Linked DNA regions of Gossypium hirsutum: region 2 is linked to region 1. Evidence: chromatin contacts called from public Hi-C data. All regions are on one chromosome and are shown on one strand. The core of a region is the stretch at or near the end of the contact, and the rest is flanking DNA. Distances in the headings are between cores, read along the strand shown.

The links. A called contact is a pair of places that touch in the nucleus more often than the background predicts.
Region 2: a contact with region 1 is called in a Hi-C map of leaf, with 5 times the contacts expected there. The contact joins the promoter of LOC107886297 here to the promoter of LOC107886354 in region 1. A contact is called at or near these places in 5 of 34 Hi-C or Micro-C datasets (callus and leaf).

What each region holds. Positions count from the first base shown.
Region 1 is chrA03:87,820,303-87,823,522 of Gossypium_hirsutum_v2.1, reverse strand. LOC107886354 (21 kDa protein) reads right to left here and starts at 1,734. Exons shown (of 1, transcript XM_016810279.2): 1 at 706-1,734. The coding sequence starts at 1,454. The coding sequence ends at 825.
Region 2 is chrA03:88,155,498-88,158,717 of Gossypium_hirsutum_v2.1, reverse strand. It overlaps LOC107886297 (endoglucanase 8), which reads right to left and starts at 1,520. Exons shown (of 7, transcript XM_041097519.1): 1 at 1,226-1,520; 2 at 734-1,141; 3 at 508-600; 4 at 231-392. The coding sequence starts at 1,450.

The DNA of each region.
Region 1 (3,220 bases), core at 485-2,984:
AATATATACTAGAACAATTAGATAAAATTATATATGATGTTTTTTTTCTTGTTATTTTTATTAATATTCGTAATAACAACTATTTTTTAGACTAACATAATACATATGATGATTTGATTTTAAATTTTTTACTTGTTTAGAAATTATTTTTATCATACTAATAATTGTTATAACAATTAAAATTTTTTAAAATATAAATTATCTAATTGTGTAATTATAATTTATACCAACTAGCTAAACACTTTAAAGGATTGCAATTCTTTGTAATTACAAAAGTTCTAGTAATTACACATTCATTTTGTATTGTAAAAACAAAATCTTAAAGAATTAAAATTTGTTGTAACTACAATGGATATAATGAATTCCTAATAATTATATTTTCATTCAGGTAATGTTGCGGTTAAAAAATATGAATATTTTTACATAACTTCATTTTAATTTTTAACTAAAATATAAATAATTTTGAATATTTGATATTTTTTTTAATTGTTTAACTGAATTGATCTTGTCACATCAAAATGTTGAAGAGTAATTTCTTTTTATATTTATTTTTTATCAAGAATAAATTATATTTAAACATTTTAGGTAAATAAAAGCGGGCGTGTGGTAGAAATTTTTTATGTTTATTCTAATATTTAAACTCGGTTAGAGTTACAATCCAGAGAGCTCTCTGTCATGTAAAGAAAAACAGAAACTCCAAACTACTATCCCCAAACAAAACATTATCGTTATGTCTGAAACCAATGTACATTTAAAGAAAAAAGACATTCAACAATAGGCATCAGGTAATTTAGAAATTATACAGTTTTCATTTCATTTGCGGATTACATTGTACCCTTTTCTGCGTAACTATTAACCAACGCCAAAGCATTGCTCGTAAACTTCTTCACTTTAGCCGCCCTCTTGCAGACCTCCGTCTTCATTGGCCCATCCGCCACATCCTCGAATCCGTCCGTACACGTCTCCTCATCCGTCAAAGCCGCGCTCATCCATGTCTGGACATTCCCCATTTGGAACCTGAAAGACTCCGAACCTGGAGCCACCACCTGTTGCATTTGCTTCAGCGACCCACGGATTTCATCCACTGCATCACCCATGTTCGAGAAACAGTCGTGCAAGGCTGCGCTGGCTCTTGGGTCGGCGCCGTAATCGGCTTCGCGGGAGAGGTTAGAGACGTAGACTGCCATGTTACGAGCTTTAGAGAGGCTGACACTAATGGCAGCACGAGCTAGACGAGCTGGGTCTTGTTGGATGGCGTTGGCATAGCCATAAAGGGAAGTATAGCAAATATCGGGATACAAGGTGGCGTAGCAGCTTGTACGAATGAAATCTGTAGAGTTGATGACGGTGGTGGTGGTGGCGCTAGCGTCGTATACGTAGGAACCGAGGGTTGGGACTGAGTAGAAATAGAAGAAGAGGAAGGTTAAGAATGGGACGGAGAAGAGGGGTTTCATGGCGTAGGTTTTTTTCTTTTTTAGAATTCGAGTCGTCGTTAAGAAGGGAGATGATAGGTGTGAGTGAGAAAGGCAGTGGAGAAGGCTTTTGTAGCATCTAAAATGGAATCTGATTTACTATTTTGGCCGTGATTATTTTGTGGATTCACATGAATGCCACTGCTCTCTTTTTCTAGGTTTCCCACTCCACTATGAAATTATGCATTTTGGGGGAAATGCTTATCCTAGCAAAAATGATATATGGTTACAAATATACAATTTTTAGTAATAATGCAATAATTTTAATAATACTAGCTTTAACCTTTCTACACAAAGGAAATATTTATTATAATTTCTTTTTCTCTTTTAGTTGATTATATTTATCAAATTTAGAAAGAATGCTGTACATTAATAATTATAGATTTTTTTTCAATAAAAGCCTAGAATTCAATCAATATACCTATTTTTTAGAATCTAGTCAATAACTTTACTGATGTGTTCTTTTTAACAGTGATTTAGATATAAAATAAAATTATGTAATAAATATAATTATAAAATAATAATATAAATAAAAAATAATATTTTGATTAAAAGTTAAAGTGTAAATGTTAAAAATTAAACCTGTTTAGGTTTAAATTTTATTTTGTATATATATTTTTATTTTATATAGAAACAATATAAAATGATAAATTTATTCTCAAAATAATGTAATTTATTATGTAAAGATATTTTGATCATTATCCAAATGTGCTGATGTCCAATTAACTTATCACATCACTTCAATTAAATATTTAATGTATAATATAAACATGGAAATAATAAATGAATTCATAAAAATTAAAACTTCTCTATAATATAATTTCACATGCTATATATTGCTAGAGATATATATTGGTTAGTTAAATCAAGCAACTCAAAGCAAGTTAAGTTGATTGGATGGAATTGATAATATCGGATAGGTCGTTAAACTCATGAACGCATTTAGATTATATATGTTATTAATATAATAAAATATTATTTTAAATTTAATAGTAGTTAAGTTCCCAAACGTTAAAATTTTGTTATTATCATACCTCTCCACACTTTTAATATGTTAAGAAATTTTTTATAAGTTAACATTTTAGGTATGAACGACATAAATGGGACAGACATGTTTAAAAGGGGAAATTAGGAAATTGATGAATTTAAAATTACTTCTATGGGAGCGTAGTGTGAAAACGAGGGCACCAGCCGGTTGTAACCGGCCATACTTGATCCTAGTGGATTAGTTAGGACTAGGATTGGTAGTTAAATGACTTTTCACACTTTCCCCATTTGGCCAATTACCCATTCCCATCCCATTTCCCACGCTACTCTAAACCCTGCAACTTTTCCTGTACCTTCAACCCACATAGTTTTTACTTTTCATATGATATACAGTACAAAAAGGTTATATAAAACGATTATGATTGAAAAAAAATGTTACACGAATAAAGAGAATTGTGAAAGGTATCCAATCCGACACACATGCATGACGGGGCTGTTGGCTTGGTTTTCAGACGTAGATCTATACCCCAGTAGAATGTTCTAACGCAATAACAGGTTAAGCCCAGCTTTGAACTCGGATTAAGTCAAAACTTGGACTCTTTTTAATTAAGGCAAATGTACTGAAATCTGATCATACTTAGCTCGGTAAAATCAAACGAAATTAAAGGAATATGAAAGAGTGTATTTAAAAGAAACAAGTAATTGAATACAGCTTTTGTTTTTGAATGAAAAAATAAACAGTTAGTTGTTAAGGTAAAGGG
Region 2 (3,220 bases), core at 271-2,770, 340 kb before region 1:
AGACACATTTTCTTCAATCCTATAAAATGAACCTTATCCTACTTAAATACCCCAACAAAAGGCACCAAAGAGTAGAAGAATATAAAAGCACCGTTCTAGAAAAACAAATAAACAAATAAAGAAAAATAAATAAACAAATAAAACTTACATAAAATAAAACAAATTGGTATCATTATAATGATTAAGCATAAAACATATATAAATAATCCAGTGATTAATTAATTTTGTACCTTGGAAATGAGGACGTTAATCCCAGCATGCTTGTTATCCCAACCAAACTCATTGATGGTATCTCCAGCTCTCAAGACAACCTCGTTTTTCACTATGTACTCTCTATATACGCGCTTCCTTGAGGCCTTGTGCAGCCAAGCGGCTCCCCAAAGCAACTCGTCCTACATTACCATTATAGTAGCTACAGCCAGTCAAAGTTTTGGACTTCAATGTCATAATGCAACGGTTCCTCTTAATTGTACTGTAAGAGAAAAGAAAAAAAGGAGTCTGTCTGACCTGGTAACCATTGACATCGCAGTAAAAAGGACAGACTGCAGAGTGCAGCCTGCTACTATATGCACCTCGGTGCTTGTCAGCAAAGTTGAACACCTACAGTACAATACACCATTTTCCCCGACTTTCATTTTTCCATTAACATTCTATGAATCAAATATGCGAAATATCTTCCCATTTGGTGCGGTGACAAGATTAAGAAGAAACTGAGGTGGTGACAGTGAATTACCCTAATGGCTCGATTGAGGAGCAACCTCGAGTATGCAGGGTCTCGTTTCCTGAACACAATGGAAGCAGCAGCCAATGCGGCGGTGGTTTCGCCTGCGACGTCCGAACCAGGATGCTCATTATCGATTTTGTACACCGTACGTAAAGTATCCATGTCCTCTGGCCTTTCCCAGCAGCTATGATCAGAATAGGCGTCTCCCACTTGTACATACACCACTCCAGGCTTTTCCGTTGCTTTCAACAGATAATCCGTCGACCATTTCACTGCTTTAACGGTGTTCTTTAACTCCGGCCCCATGTTCCTCCCGAAATCTATGATACTCCAAGCTAATAAAGTCGTCGTGAATGCCATTGGGAACCCGAACTTCACGTTGTCTCCGGCGTCGTAGTAACCTCCCGTTAAGTCCACCTGAAACCGAAACATCAAACGCAGTTAAAATATACTTTTAGTAGGTGAAAAGGGAAATGTAGGCTGTCGAAAAGGAGTAATTACACTGGCGGTGGAGCCGTCGTGCAATGCAGAGTCGCGGCGCCATTTGACGCGTTGGTCAGGGGGAAGTCTGCCTGATCGTTGGCCTTCGAAAAAGATAATGCTCTTGCGGAGAGCGTCGTGGTAATCGTGGCCGCCTATGATCGGATAACAAAAGAGGAGCAAAGAAAAAGAGAAGGCGAGAAGCGCCGAGAAAATTCCCGGAAATGTAAGGGGTTTTGGCGCCATCTTCTTTGGGAAGGATTGGGGACTGGGATGGCTAATGGCTTAATGCTGATATATACTATACACTGCTAAGAAAACAGCAGAACCGACGTGGTTCTTTATGCTAAAACTGTGGCGTCCGATTCCAGAGATTGTACCAATGGGGATACGCCACATGTAGAGCTGTAACTGGTCGAAATTTGGGATTCCCATTCTTGACTTGAATGCCAGATTATTCGGGTCGGGTTGAATTCCGGTACATTCAATTCGAAGTTGGGTTAATATCCTTAGCACTTGTGCATTTCTACGTAATTCGTGTATAATTTTTTTATTTAATTGATACATTAATTTTAATTCCGTAATTTAAGTAGTATGTTTATACTAAATAAAATATGATGGAAAATAAAATAAAAGTAAAATTTATATAGAATTAGACTTCTTTTATTTTATTTTAGAACAAGGTTTTTTAAACCTTATTAAAATCTATCTATTTTATATTGATTCGGATAAGGTGTTTCAATCCTACTAGAATATGGCTTTACAAGCCTATAAATAGACATAGTCTATTCCTTTTGTATTGATTAAAAATTTTCGACATAGTAAATTTTCTTCTCCTCTTCCGGTGGTTTTTTCCCGAAAGGGTTTCCACGTAAAATTTGTGTATTCCTTTTTTATTTTATTTTATTTTTTCACAATACTAATTTGATAATTAATTTAATAGTGGTACGTGGTAATCTTTCAATTTATCACATGGCAAACAAAAATTCAAATATTTTTAAATATATATAAAATATTCCTTTATATTAAAAATAAACTTAAATAAATAATTATTTAAAATATTTGAGTCTATCACATATTATTATTATTTTAACAAATAATTATCTATATTTAAACTTTTCATATATCATCATCGTATTAATTATTATCAAATAATAATTTTAAGTAGCAACGTAATTTAATGAGCGGGGGTGGTGTGTGACAGTGAGAGAGTTAGAGTAAAAAATGTAAGGGATGCCACATGTGGCACCGATTACTAATGATTGACACGTAGAGAGCAAGTTAAGTGAGGCCAACTTATGGAAAAGATCATCAAAGATGAAAAAGGAGATGACCATGTATAGCGTCTGATTTATTGACTTATTTGGAGGTTTGTTGACTGGGCATATGAGTTTCTGTCAGCTGCTGGCTAGGCGGTGTGCATTTAGAAGTTGTATAGTTGATAGCGCTACAGTGTACCGTAATACCTAGATTTTGTGTAGTTCATAGCCCAAGCCTATTTCTTCGTTGTTTCTAGAGAGTGTTTTTAAAAATTTTGATTTCACTATTTTAAATGTTTAAGATTATTGTCAAAAAATAGTTTTAAAAAATAAAATTTATATTTTAAGTATGATGTTGTAACATAAAGATGTTTTTAAATTATGTTAAATTTCATTAATATTATGACATTTCAATAGAAATATAAGAAAATGAAATAAAAATGATTAAAGATTTTACAATATGAACTTTAAGACTATGTACAAGAGAAATATGAGAAATATAGAAATTGAAAATTTTCTCTTATTTTTTATTTGAAAATTTTCTCTTATTTTTTATGCTTGGATACGTGTCTCTTAACTCTTCAATTGTTTATTACTTGTATTTATACCATTCAATTAATATTTAGACATTTGAAGTCGTTGGAGAGAATTTCTAGTTGTTGGAGGAGTTTCGCATTTATTGCAATTTTGCAGGGTCAAGTATTGATAGTGTAACATCTCGTTTTTTAGTAGTATAGGAAAAGTGGTTTCGAAACTT